Regions from separate parts of the Mus musculus genome. Here region 1 is linked to region 2. Evidence: chromatin contacts called from public HiChIP or PLAC-seq data. All regions are on one chromosome and are shown on one strand. The core of a region is the stretch at or near the end of the contact, and the rest is flanking DNA. Distances in the headings are between cores, read along the strand shown. Region 1 has its middle 27 kb from the start of Frmd5. Region 2 overlaps Frmd5 (FERM domain containing 5).

What was found. HiChIP or PLAC-seq counts read pairs in DNA pulled down with a chosen protein or histone mark.
Region 1: a contact with region 2 is called in an H3K27ac HiChIP or PLAC-seq map of heart atrium, with 9 times the contacts expected there. The contact joins two enhancer-like sites. A contact is called at or near these places in 7 of 39 promoter capture datasets (the 3T3-L1 cell line, the HPC-7 cell line, HPC-7-derived erythroid cells and 2 more), 1 of 15 datasets of contacts at CTCF or cohesin (the NIH/3T3 cell line), 74 of 484 Hi-C or Micro-C datasets (the 3T3-L1 cell line, 3T3-L1-derived adipocytes, the AML12 cell line and 44 more), 7 of 115 datasets of contacts at active chromatin or transcription factors (T-cell acute lymphoblastic leukemia, embryonic basal ganglia, embryonic stem cells and 2 more) and 4 of 9 other capture datasets (adipose tissue, embryonic stem cells, liver and 1 more).

The regions. Positions count from the first base shown.
Region 1 is chr2:121,830,491-121,837,065 of GRCm38.p6, reverse strand. No RefSeq gene overlaps it. Among named protein-coding and RNA genes, the nearest start is that of Frmd5, 27 kb to the right of the region's middle. Within about 2 kb of position 4,780, at least 16 of the 459 cell types and tissues checked have an H3K27ac peak or open chromatin away from gene starts, as enhancers often do. A contact at or near this core is called in heart atrium, where this site is marked.
Region 2 is chr2:121,546,286-121,552,793 of GRCm38.p6, reverse strand. It overlaps Frmd5 (FERM domain containing 5), which reads left to right. Exons shown (of 14, transcript NM_001360084.1): 14 at 3,562-6,508. The coding sequence ends at 4,139. Among named protein-coding and RNA genes, the nearest start is that of Wdr76, 43 kb to the right of the region's middle. Within about 2 kb of position 1,388, at least 18 of the 459 cell types and tissues checked have an H3K27ac peak or open chromatin away from gene starts, as enhancers often do. A contact at or near this core is called in heart atrium, where this site is marked.

The DNA.
Region 1 (6,575 bases), core at 3,531-6,030, 280 kb before region 2:
GCAATCTGTTTGCTAAAGTACCATAAACTATCAGCCAGTAGCAATCCAAGCTATGGAGTCTGGTTGTTAGTTACAGGAGTTATTTGTCCTTTCGTCAACGGGATTAACAGCATACTTGTCAGGCAAGGGACCCACAAGAGCAGCGATGAGATCTGTCTCATCCCTCCAGAAAATTCTTTCTTCCTAAAGAAGGGAGTAAGCTTTGAAATGACTTTCTCAGATCCGACTGGAATCTAAGGTTTCAGTAAAGCGTGTAGTATTAAAGAAAAATGTGTCCAGGATCAATGAAAATGCAGGGTGTATGAACCCCAGTTCTTTGGAGGAACAGCCAATGCTGTGAATGGCTGAGCCATCTCTCCAGCCCCTTACTCACTTCTTATCCACAAACATTCACAGAGCTCTATCAGTTTTGCATTAGCCTGGATTGGAGCCTAGTATATGGCATTCAATTTTTAAAATGTGAAATAGTGCATGAAATACAATAAGAAGTATGGGGTGGTGTACAGCTCAATGGTAGAGCATGCATTAGCATACACGAGGCCTGAGAGTTTGTTCCTCTTAAAGTCCTTTGAGAATGATATCTCAGCCACTTACAGCATCTGAGGCTCCTTTTCAAGATCATCCAGTTTGGTCTCTGTGCATCCAGTATTCTAAGTAACACTTCTCAGAAAATCTGTGTTCCACTCAAATTTCTTATACATCTTTCACATATACTCCAGTTCTCATCTCATGCCCTGTTTTAATAATAGCCTCAATCACCAAATAGCCACATCTTCTTCATTTCAGGGTGTTCCCAGTATAAAATACTGGAGACTGCTGTAAGCTTTCAGTTATCTTCTTTTATAGCTCTGCACAGCCCTCTACATACAAAACCTTAGCATTCCAGTTAGCACATGTCTTAATTAGGTTTCTATTCCTGTGATAGCACAACACTGACCAAAAACAATATGGGGAGAAGGTTTGTCCCATTTACAGTTAGTTGTAATCCATCCTGGAGGGGCAGGGTCTCAGAGGACAGGACTGATCCAGAGAGCAGCCATGAGGGGTGCAGTTTACTGGCTTGCTCCTCATTCCTTGTTCTGCCTGTGTTATTATAGCACCCACAACCACCTGCCCAGGAGTGCCACTGACCCCAGTGGGCTGGCCCCTCCTCTATCAATTAGCAATCAAGAAAATATCTCACAAGCTTGCCTAAGGCAATATAACAGGGGAATTTCTCCAATTGAGGTTCTTCTTTGACTCGAACTGTGTCAAGTTGACAAAAATTAGCTGGGATAGTATGTATTTACTCCAGTCATTATGTCTAATTATCTCACGTGAGTTCATTAGTCTAGTCTAGTCTCTAGTCATATACAAGTAAAGGGAACAGTCCACGCATAAGATGCAATTCTTCGCCTAGCCTTCAGTATGTGGAAACTGAGGACCACTGATTGGCCTTGTCACTTTAAATTATGCTCCAACGGTTCTGACATCCTGTCCATGGATACCAGAATGCAAGAGATGCACAGATGTATGTTTGGGGGAAACCACTTATACACATAAAAATTTTTAAATCCTATTAACACAGAATAACTATGGGATTGGAATGAACCGACCTTGCTTTTTAAAAATACTGTTATTAATTCTTATAGATTTCATACAATTTATTTTGAACATATTTATCCTCGACTGCTCTCCATAACTCTTCCCAGAGTTATGCCCCAGCCTCCTCTTCTCCTTCTTCTTCTCCTTCCCTCCTCCTCTTCCTCTCCCTCCTCCTCCTCTACCTTCTCCTCCTCTTCTTCTCCCATTGAGTTTAATTTGAGTTACTCATACTCTTGTGTGCGGACAACCACTGGAGCAGATGGACCACTTCCTTAAATAAAATTGACTCTCCCTCTCCCAGGAGCCATTGGCAGTCAGAAGCTCCTCAGGGAATGTGTTTCACGATCCCTCCCCTCTCCATGCTAGAATGTCGACTGGCTTGGCATTGTGCAGTGTTGTGGGTTTGGTCAGGTGCTGCTTGTATTATGTTAATCTGGGTCCCCAAAGTTGCACTGAGAATCTGCACTTCCAGAGTGAGACTCAGGGAGAAAAAAGGTGGGACTTTTAGGATTTCCATGCAAGGGACAGAGGAAGGATCCATCAGGAGGGAAGGGGAGGGGAGGGGAGGGGAGGGGAGGGGAGGGGAGGGGAGGGGAGGGGAGGGGAGAGACGCCATGCCTGAGAGGTGCGGGACAGAGAGAATAGCCGCCAAATAGGAGCTGAGGATCGAAGCCCATAACGGCTGCACATCTGGGTCTAGGGCAGCAAAGATGGAATATAGATTTTAGTAAGTAATTGTTGCAGGAAATATTTTAGAAAACCGAACCGCGATGGCTCTCCGAGGGTGCCACTGCTGGCAACTCTCTCCAGCTAGCCTCCACTGTGCCTGATAGCTGTGTTCTCAGCTCTTGTTCGCTTGTCCCTGGCATCCCTAGTTCTTCCTCAGCCATAAACCCATGTAGTCGGCGATCCCACATTCCAGTAACTAAATGGAACCGCCAACCTCGAGGCTGCTTATCACAATACCCAGTAACTGGTAGAATCAAGACACTTAAAGCTTAATTAACCAATCAGATTTATGTATCAATAATATTACAATTTACAAGATGCCAATACAATAATTTCAGAGCCAATTGATGATAGAAGCTTTATTCCAATTAATCTAACCGTACGATACCACAACTATTTGTGGCTGGTAAATGCCACATGGGTTCACATCCCCAGCCATCATCTTCCTCCTCCTCCTCCACCTTCTATCCTGAGATGCTCTCTCTCTCTCTCTCTCTCCCCTCTTCCCCCCTCCTCCTCCTCTTCTTTCTCTCTCTCTCTTCCCTCTCCCCCTCCTCTCCTCCTCCTCCTCCTCCTTCTTCTTTTCTCTCTCTCTCTCTCTCTCTCTCTCTCTCTCTCTCTCTCTCTCTCTCTCTCTCTCTCTCTCTCTCTCTCTCTCTCTCCCCAACTCTTAGCCCCGCCTCCCTTTTCCCTGTCCAATCACAGACCCCATTCTGCACTAATGTAATTGGACAGGGAAAATCCTGCAGCAAGTAATAACTTGAGAATATGGGGGGTGGTGGATTAGGCACATGGAGGTTAGGAAGTAGCCCAGTCATTGAGCTGTTTAAGGCATATAAAAATATAAGCCCGGCGGTGGTGGCGCACACCTTTAATCCCAGCACTTGGGAGGCAGAGGCAGGCGGATTTCTGACTTCAAGACCAGCCTGGTCTACAGAGTGAGATCCAGGACAGCCAGGGGCTACACAGAGAAACCCTGTCTCAAAAAAACAAAAACAAAAACAAAACAAAAACAAAAAACCAAACCAAAACAAAAATATATATGTATATGTATATAGGCTCTGTATATGTGTCTTTCATTCTGGAACCCAGAACATTGGAGTGGTTAGCAAGAAAAGCCCTCCAGGATCAATTTGAGTAGATTTAATTGGATATTGCTACAGTGTAGATCTTTAACATTTTTGAAAATTGGGTTTATTTAGTTTTTAATTTTATGTGTTTGTTGCCTGTTGTCTGGACCATGTGTGTGCCTGATGCCACCACAGATGTCAGAGAGGCTATTCATCTCCTGGAACTGGACTTATATCTGAGAGCCACCATGTGCTGAGAATCGACATGGGCTTCTGGGAAAGTAATAAGGGCCCTTAATCACTAATCCATTTCCCCAACTTTTGTGCAGGCAAGAACAGCCACTGTGAGTTCATGACTGCATCTGTCCTGTTGTGTCCGGAGGACACCACTATGCTCTGCAACCCTGCCTCACTTCACTGACTAAAGCTCCCCATTTACTTTCTGTTGTGTGGTTATCTATATAAGAGATGAATGAGAGTTCCTATAGCCGATAAAGGTTTGGTAAATTCAATAGAAAGATAATAGAGGAAGAATTACCATTTAAGTATCATCATAGCCCACATTTTACCTACAAGAAAACAAATTTGAATTATGAAAATTATTCAGCTAGTTCCTGGTAGAGAGCCATGACAAATGTTAATATAATCAGATGTCTTAAATACCTTGAGTGTGTGGGGGGTGTTCTCTTTCAGATTTAATTTATTAGTGGAATAAACTTATTTAAAATGAGATCCACTCTTAAAAGTTACAGAAAGTCAAACCACACAAGTTACATGATAAGTAAATTTCAGGGCCCTACTGCAATCCTTACTCCTTGAAGTTCTTTTTTTTTTTTTTTTTTTAGCCATTTTTTGTTAGTCATTGTTAGCCATGACCTCCTCAAAGAACTTAACTCCTGTCTTCCACAAGATGGCAGCATTGCTCATTCCTCGGCAACCTCTCCCCAAGGCCCTCGCTGTCCTTGATTGTTGGGGTCACAGATGAAGATTTAAGCTGTCATCCTGGCGTCACAATCAGTTCCTGGTATTGAAATGCCAGGCCAAAGCCAGACGCCTAACTCATGAAGGGAAACAGGACCGCAGAGCTGTGTCTATGGAGAGAGACTTTAGGAAACAGGTCAAGGACAGAGTCATGGAAGCAGTGGGATGAGCAACCCTGAGACCCATCCATCACCTGTCTCCCTGGAAGTCCTGAAAGACCTGAGGCCTGGCTTTGTGAAAATGTGTATCCGTCTGTCACATAGTCACAACAAACTGGTCCCCTGCTAAAGAATGTCTGCTTTCTCTCTCCTCCTTTTTCCTTTTCTTTTTCCCCTCTTCCTTTCATTTCCTTCCCCCCTCCTCCCTTTCTTCCTATAGGATCTTGTTTGATTGATTGTGGTCCTGGACCTGACCTGGTGCATGCTCAGCACGTGTTCTACCACTGGTGTGGTAGATGCAGGGCAGGCAGCAAAGGCCTTCCCTTTCCATATTGTCCTTTCCTGGAGGAGCTGTGAGACCATGATTGGATCTCCCACATATGTCCATGTCCATGCATATATGTGTGTGTGTGTGTGTGTGTGTGTGTGGTGTGTCTAAGTCATCTTCCTAGTTCCTCAACACAGTTTTTGTAATAAATTAACACAAGAATCTAAAAAAATCATATTGAATATTTTGAGTCATATCAATTTATGCTAAAATACTTATTTTTCTTTAAATTTATTCTATGTCTTAAAGTTCCTTTCCTGACTTATTTCTTTAAACAAAACAAAAATTCTGGGCTGGAGAGATAGATGGCTTAGTGGTTAAGAGTGTATGCTTCTCTTGCAACAAACTGGAGTTTGGTTCCCAGCACACACATCAGAAAATTCCAGCTTCAGAGGACCCAACTCTGTCTTCTAGCTTCCAAAGTCACCTGCACACACACAACACGTCTGTATAAGTGTACACTCATGCACATGAGTGCAGGTTTTCTCAGAAGCCAGTTGGAGCCTCAGTAGGAGGAAGTTGTGAATCAGCTGATATAGGTATCAGAATATGAACTCAGGACCTCTGCAGAGCAATACTGCTCTTAGCCACTGATATTATGTCTCTTAAAATCACAGTGCACACACGTGAGAAGATTGCCGATTCTTTAGACTGTTCACTAATGACTAGAACAGTTGCTCTCAACCTGTGGGTCACAACCCTTTCGGAGGTGAAATGACCCTTCACAGGGGTTGCCTAAGACCGTAGGAAAAAACAGATATTTATGTTATGATTCATAACAGTAGAAAGATTACAGTTATGAATAGCAATGAAAATAATTTTAGGGTTGGGGGGCCACCACACCACGAGGAACTATTTTGGAAAACCCTGTTACTACTAAGGTCATAGTGGACCATGACTGTGCAGTTCCCTGGGCTAGGTGCAAAATGGAGGACTTCTTTTTTGTTTTAAGATTTAGTTATTTATTTTATATGACTACACTGTAGCTCTCTTCAGACACACCAGAAGAGGGCATCAGATCCCATTACAGATGGTTATGAGCCACATGTGGCTGCTGGGAACTGAACTCAGGACCTCTGGAAGAGCAGTCAGTGCTCTTAACCACTGAGCCATCTCTCCAGCCCAGGGGTCTTCTTTTTCTAGTAGGGCTCCCTCTTCTCCATCTGACCTTATCTGGGGAGCCCAACCCCCACATCTTCTACTTGAGGAGTGCCAAGTAGTCCTTGGCAAAATTGCAGGTTCAACTCCCTTTCTCCCAATAAGAACCTGCCTGGCAAGCACCTGGGGTGCCTCTCCATGCAAATAAGGCATTCCCAGTACCTTAAGCCTCAGTCAGTGTATGTTCACCAAAAATCCCTTCCCACTCTCCAAGGTTCATATAGTCCTTGTTCACCCCAAGTAAAATACATGCACATGAATGTTGTCTGAGAGAGTTGTAACACTGAAATCCTCAGAGAATGCTCGCCATTCTGCACAGGTGGACCAAGATCCTGCCCATTCATTCATCCACCCCCCTACCCCCACCCCCGCTCGGCTTCATCCTTTCCTTCCCATTGTGCAGCAGCAGCGCCTGGACACCCTGAGGGAGGAAGCCCAGGGCAGAACCACAGAACTGTAGTAAAAGGCCAGAGTATTAGAAAGGTTGAAAATCACTGGTCTAGAAACTGATACCCATCTTATTAAGCTCTGCTTGTATCATGTGACTTGTTTTGTTCCTTGAAAGGT
Region 2 (6,508 bases), core at 139-2,638:
AGAGCCCAGTGGGAGGTAGAGGTTCTATACAAAGGTGGGGACACAGCGGAGTGTTTAGTCCCTAGCAATGATGTGGCGGCGATCAGTACTCGGAGGCAGAGGAAGCTGAGGCAGGAGTTAAAGGTCAGCATAAAGTACATAGCAAGACCTCATCTCACACACAGAACTGCTCAGGTAGGGATGAGTATCATTCTGTGGGAGGGTCTCTGGTTTGTATTATTCACTTATGGCTGACACAGAACTCCAAGGAGAAACCTGGATAGGCGGATACCACCAAGGCCGGTGGTTGCTTCATTTGTAAAGAGGAGCCTCTCTCTGCCTGCTCGGCAACTGACAAGGATGCTAATGCACATGCATTGCTTTTGGTGAGGGTGAGGGTGAGGGTGAGGGTGAGGGTGAGGTGGCAAAGCTTCACGCTGTAGCACAGGCAGCCCTCCCACCTCAGCCTCCCAAATCCTGAGATTGAGTGTGAGGTACAGCACTTTAAAGAGAAGCCCTGCTAGGCAGTAATGGCGCACGCCTTTAATCCCAGCACTTGGGAGGCAGAGGCAGGAGGATTTCTGAGTTCAAGGCCAGCCTGGTCTACAGAGTGAGTTCCAGGACAGCCAGGGCTACAGAGAAACCCTGTCTTGAAAAAAACCAAAAAAAAAAAAAAAAAAAAGAAGAAGAAGAAGAAGAAGAAGAAGAAGAAGCCCTCCCGCCTGGCCTTTTGCAACTGTGGTGAAGTGCTGCTAACGAGCACAGCCGACTGTAGGGAGGAGCCATGAGGGATGGAACCAGGGCCTTCAAAAGGCACAAACGAAACCCCAAAGAACACGCTTTTGGCTGTGAAGTCAGCTCATTTGAAGGCACATCACAGAAGCCTTCTGACTTTTCTAGAAAAGCTTCATTTGCTTTCTAAAAATGGGGGAGGGGGGAATACAAAAACAACAACAACACAGCATTACAGTTTGAATGAAGCACAAAATCCCCACAAACAGGGACACTTTTAAAACAGTCTTGGAGGCCCAGAGGACACTGGGGAATGTCAGTTTCCTTTACCCACTGTGTCTGGACAGAATGTGGAGCTCAGCCAAGTGGGTTGTAGGACAGTCGGACATGGACAGACACAGCTCACTCCCAGCCCTGGAGCCACTTCTTCCTCAGTTCCTGTGTGACTTCAGTGCACATGGCCTAGATAAAGCCTGCCTGTGGCTTCAGAGCCTATTTTCTGGGACAGTTGTAGTTGGTCCACGGCCTTTCCCCTTCCCTCTGAGAGCCGGGGCCACGCGGGGCCTCGGGGAATGAGCTGCAGGCTGGCAAGCATTGCTTTTTATGGATGTAAGCACTTCTGGCCTATTCCAGTCCCCTGATAAGGATAGCCTCTGCTCTCCACGCTTCTCCCTCCTTCCAGCTCAGCCTGACATAAGGCTCTGGAGAGTCAGCACTCTGTCCAGGTGGAGGGCACTGCTGCCACGGCCTGGGGGGTGGAGATTCTTTGTACCTAGCTGGCTATTTCCTCTCCGTACCTCCTGGGCCTGGCTGGTGTCCCTTGAAGAAGGAACTGCCGTCCTGGCCTGCCATGGGAAAGAGTCTAATTAAGATTCAGACCAGAGTCCGTGTCCAGCTCCGGCTGACTAACCACTGCCTTCGGACCCTAAGCGTCCGCATCCTGAGGATGGGACCCCGGCTTCAGTGTAGGGTCCTAACAACTGTCCCCCCTGGCCCACTGGGAGCCACTTCTGGACAGAGGCATCAGCTAGATCACCTCAAAGGTAAATACACCTGTGCCACTTTGCCCCAGCGCCCGGAGACTAATGGGTCTGAGGAGGGGCAGGGTGAATGGTGGTTCCTATAGCAGATGAATCTTCTGAAATATGAAAACTTGTAGAAAATGGACATATCTGGACACCATTAAGGGAGGTAACTCAGACTCAAGACAAATACTACGTGTTTTCTCCCATGCAGATACTACCTTTTAATCTTGACATATGTGAGAGTGGTCCTAAAACCAGAAAGGAGACCATGGGGTGATGAGGGGTTAGGAATGTCGCTCAGTTGGGAGAATGCTTGGGTAACATGCACGAGGCTCTGAGTTTGATAAAGCTTGGTTGCATACATCTGTATTCCCAGCGTTTGGTGATGGCAGGGGGATTGGAGTTCAGTGTCATCTTTGACTACTCAGTGAGTTAAAGCCAAAGCAGGACTCAAGAGATGGCGCCTTTGAAAAACAAATGAGCCATTTTGAGAAAAGAGAATACAGTGTGCTATGAAATTGCACAAAAGGGTGCTGGGGTGGGACAGTTCAGGGAGCAGGGGAGCAGGGTGGGGGAAGGGCAACAAAAAGGGGTACTGGGGTGGGGCAGTTCAGGGGAGCAGGGTGGGGGAGGGGCAGCAAGAGATTGTTCAGAATTGCCATAATGGAACCTAATCTTCTAAATGATAACTTACAAAAAAAACCCCAAAAGCCATGTATTTGATTTAAAATACAAGACAAACCGTTTAAAGTGGGATGTTACTCCATAATCAATACTAAAGGTTTATGGTGATATTTCTGGATAATTTAAGGATACATAACATTTTGAATGAGATACATTTCATATACAACAAGAGATAAAAATGGATCCATAAAAAGGTTTTGAGATGGAGGGAGGGAGGGAAAAGGGAGAGGGTGGAGAAATGGGGAGGGGTGCTGGCTACATTTTCTTGTTCAGGACTGGCCTGATATTGAATGACCTTAAAGCAGTCTTCTGTTGAGAGGACAGAACATTAACATGCTTGGTGAACAACTGTGGTGGTCAGGCATTCTACTAGAAATGCCTGTCTGCCCATCCTCCTGTCTGCTGAGCTCACGGACAGCTTAGTAGGTGCCATAGCTTCTGACTCGATGTCCTGATGTCAGCCTCACTCTCCTTCCTCAGCCAGCTTAGGGATTAATCACAAGCCAAGATATTTTGTACTGAAGTGGCTGCTGGCACCAAAGCTGGTCATACTTGGGAGATCTGGCTGTCATAGATGTCCATGTGAGGGGACAGGCCTTTTAGAGGGTGTCATGTGCCAGGATCAGGCCACAGACAGGGCTTAAAGAGTTCTGTTTCATCAGTGACGCAGAAAGTATTTCTGTCATGCGTGCCAGCGGCCGCATCAGGAAATACAGAGAAGCCAAAGCATCCAGAGTTCTGGGGCAACGGCTCTTAATCCCAAGTTCCTTGGGTGCCTGAGTCCCAAGGCAGGTGCAGGCTGCAGACTTACTTATGTGCCCTGCATCCCATAGACCCCCACTGTGAGTCACAGGCTTGGATTCCATCCGCAGTTCTGCCTTGAGCCACATGACTTCTAACTATTCACCCCCTCCACTTTATGGAGTTGTTGAAAGACACAAATGAAAACTTTAAACATTTTTTTAAAATGTCCACTGGGTACTTCTTTTGCCCTGTTCTTGATGTCTGCATATGGAGTCCACAGCTACTGCTGCTGTACCGTGGAGCATAAGCAGCCACCTAAGGACCTGAGCTGACGCCACTGGATAGGAAAGAATGTTGTGACCCGGAAAGCTAATTCCTGTGCTTTTCGCCTTTCCAGGCCTTGAGTCGCTACGAGACAGTGCCCATTCCACCCCAGTGCGGTCCTCTTCCCATGGGGACACCTTCCTGCCTCACGTGAGAAGCAGCCGGGCAGACAGCAATGAACGTGTCGCTGTGATAGCGGATGAGGCCTACAGCCCCGCAGACAGTGTGCTGCCCACCCCTGTAGCCGAGCACAGCCTGGAGCTGATGCTGCTCTCCCGGCAGATCAACGGGGCCACGTGCAGCATTGAGGAGGAGAAGGAGTCGGAGGCCAGCACCCCGACTGCGACAGAGGCGGAGGCCCTGGGAGGAGAGCTGAGGGCCCTGTGTCAGGGGCACGGCGGGTCAGAGCAAGAACAGGTGAATAAGTTTGTTTTAAGTGTTCTCCGTTTGCTCCTTGTGACCATGGGACTCCTCTTTGTTTTGCTCCTCCTCCTGATCATCCTTACTGAGTCTGACCTTGACGTTGCTTTTTTCCGAGATATCCGCCAGACCCCCGAGTTTGAACAATTCCACTATCAATACTTTTGTCCCCTCAGGCGATGGTTTGCCTGCAAAATCCGCTCAGTGGTGAGCCTGCTCATTGACACCTGAGAAGGCATGACTCCTCCCAATAACTAGCCGGGTGGACCAAGGAACCCGGCTACCCATTCCCAGCAATGGGACCCATCGCGGAACCATCGGCACACACACCAAGTCCTCTCATGACTCAAAGTCCACTGAGCCTAGCAGGGTTCTTTCCCAGCAGAAGAAAGGGATATAGGCTAATGCTCTGTAAACCGGGAACATTCAGTTTCTTCAGAGGCTCTTCCGAGAAAGGCTCAGCAACTCAAATGTTTCTCATCCTTCAATATGCAGAATAATTTGGGGGTTTGAACTTTTAGTTTTTCATAGATGTGTATTATTTTGAAAGTATCCAAATAAAAGTCACTTATTTTACTAGACTGATGATTGCAGTAGTGTCACCCAGTAGATGGGACACTAGCTGAAGACTCAGACTGTTGTCCTCTGTACCCTGCAATTTTCTCACTGGTGCCAGTGGGTTCCGGGAGACCCAGCAGGGCAGGCCGGGGCTGTGGGCAGGCAGGAATGGCTTCCTCGCCAGACAGGAAGGTTTCACAAAGTAAACGGCGTAGAATGATTAAATAGAAAGTTGCTTCTTACGATAGTCTGAGTTGGATTTTCTTTCCCTTTTGTTTGTTTTTGTTTTTTCAAATCTGAGCAGAGAGTGCATCTGAAGGGACCACAGCTACAGCAGCAGCAGTGGAAGGGGTGGGGTAAGTCTGTCCCCTTAGACTAGAGCCTAGTGAACACCTGAGTTGTATTTAATGTTTTGCTTTTCTTTCTGAAGAACCTCAAGACTTTTAGTGCTTCTGGGGTGTCAAAGTGGTGCCAGAGTGTGCGGTCAGAGATGTCCCACAGCACAGTTACCAGAGACCTGTGCTGAGTCACACGAGAGCCTGCAGAGCCGCAGGGAGCTGTGCTTGTCTTGTTACAGTATGCCCCTCCCCCCAAAAAAGACTATTTCAAGCTCTATTTTAACAGCAAAATGTTATTTTCCTATCTATTCCTATTTTGTTTTCACTTTATGAATCAAAAGATGCAAGAGAGAGACAGATCTGAGGAAGGCATCGAGAAGGAGCAGCGGCCTTGGAAGGGACCAGGAAGCACTAAGCAGGACCTCTAAGCAATGCCTACAGGTGACAGAATTTGACCATGGCAGAGACCAGCACTTACTATAGGAATGCCACCCTTAGGGTCAACCCCTGCTCCTGGAAACAAGGTCTAAGAGCACTTAGTGTCGTCCCTCACAGCAGCATACGTGTACACACACACACACACACACACACACACACACACACACGCACGAGCTGCAGTCCCTAAGCCTCTACACTTCTTACCACCAATAACACACAAGAGCATGTTTTCATCTCAGGGAGACCGCAAGTCATCTGAGGCCCAAGGACTCACGTAAAGGACAGTCAAAGGGCACACTCCTGGGACCAGAAAACAGTGGAGCGGAGCAGCCCCAACAGATTGGGCGGTAGAATATTTGAGCTTCCCTTATTTGTTGCCTGGGGTAGAACCATGTCCACATTCAGAATATGACAGCCATTAAAAGCAACAACAACACCCAAAAACAAACAAATGGGGTTTTGAAGATGCTGGGAGGGCATTTACATAATTTTAAAGAAAGATGACATCCTTATCTAGACCAGAGGTCAACAAACCTCTTTTAATAAAATTTTGATTTTGTGGACCATGCTCTGCCACCCTAGCACGCCTCTGATAATGCATGCATAGAAGAACATGGCTTGCTCTGAGAAAATTTTATAAAAACATAGGGCTGAGGATGTGTAGCTCAGAGGGTAAAGTATTTTTCTAACATGTATAAGGCCCTGGATTTGACTTCAAACAATACACAAAACCAGGTGTGGTAGCATATACCCGTGGTCCCAGCATTCAGCAGGGAGACGGGAAGATCAGAAGTTCAAGGCAATCCTCAGTCAGTGAGTTAATCCCAGTCTGGGATACATGAGGTGTCTCAGACCACCGGCTTCCCACTCCCTAAAAACAAACCTAAATCTGCAATATGCTGAGAGACTGGTCCCCAGCAGTACGATGCAAACCCTGGTCTACACAGGGCCAGCTTCCATTGCTGTTTTGTGTAAGCTACCCAGAACCATTTCCCAATGGGCAGGGTGCTCCAACAACCAACCAGCAGTGATGTGTGTCATCTGATACCAAGATCAAGAAGTACTGCCACTGTGAACAGCGGTGACACTATGAACGGGTCCAGGCCTATCTGATCATTTCCGTACCAGCAACAATTTGTGTGAGATCTAAAACATATACCACATGACAAGACAAACTGAGGGGATCCTAGTAAAGACCAGAGGTTACTTAAAAGCAATGAGCCACTGCTGCTTGTCAACTGCATAACCAAGGTGTGTACTCAGCAC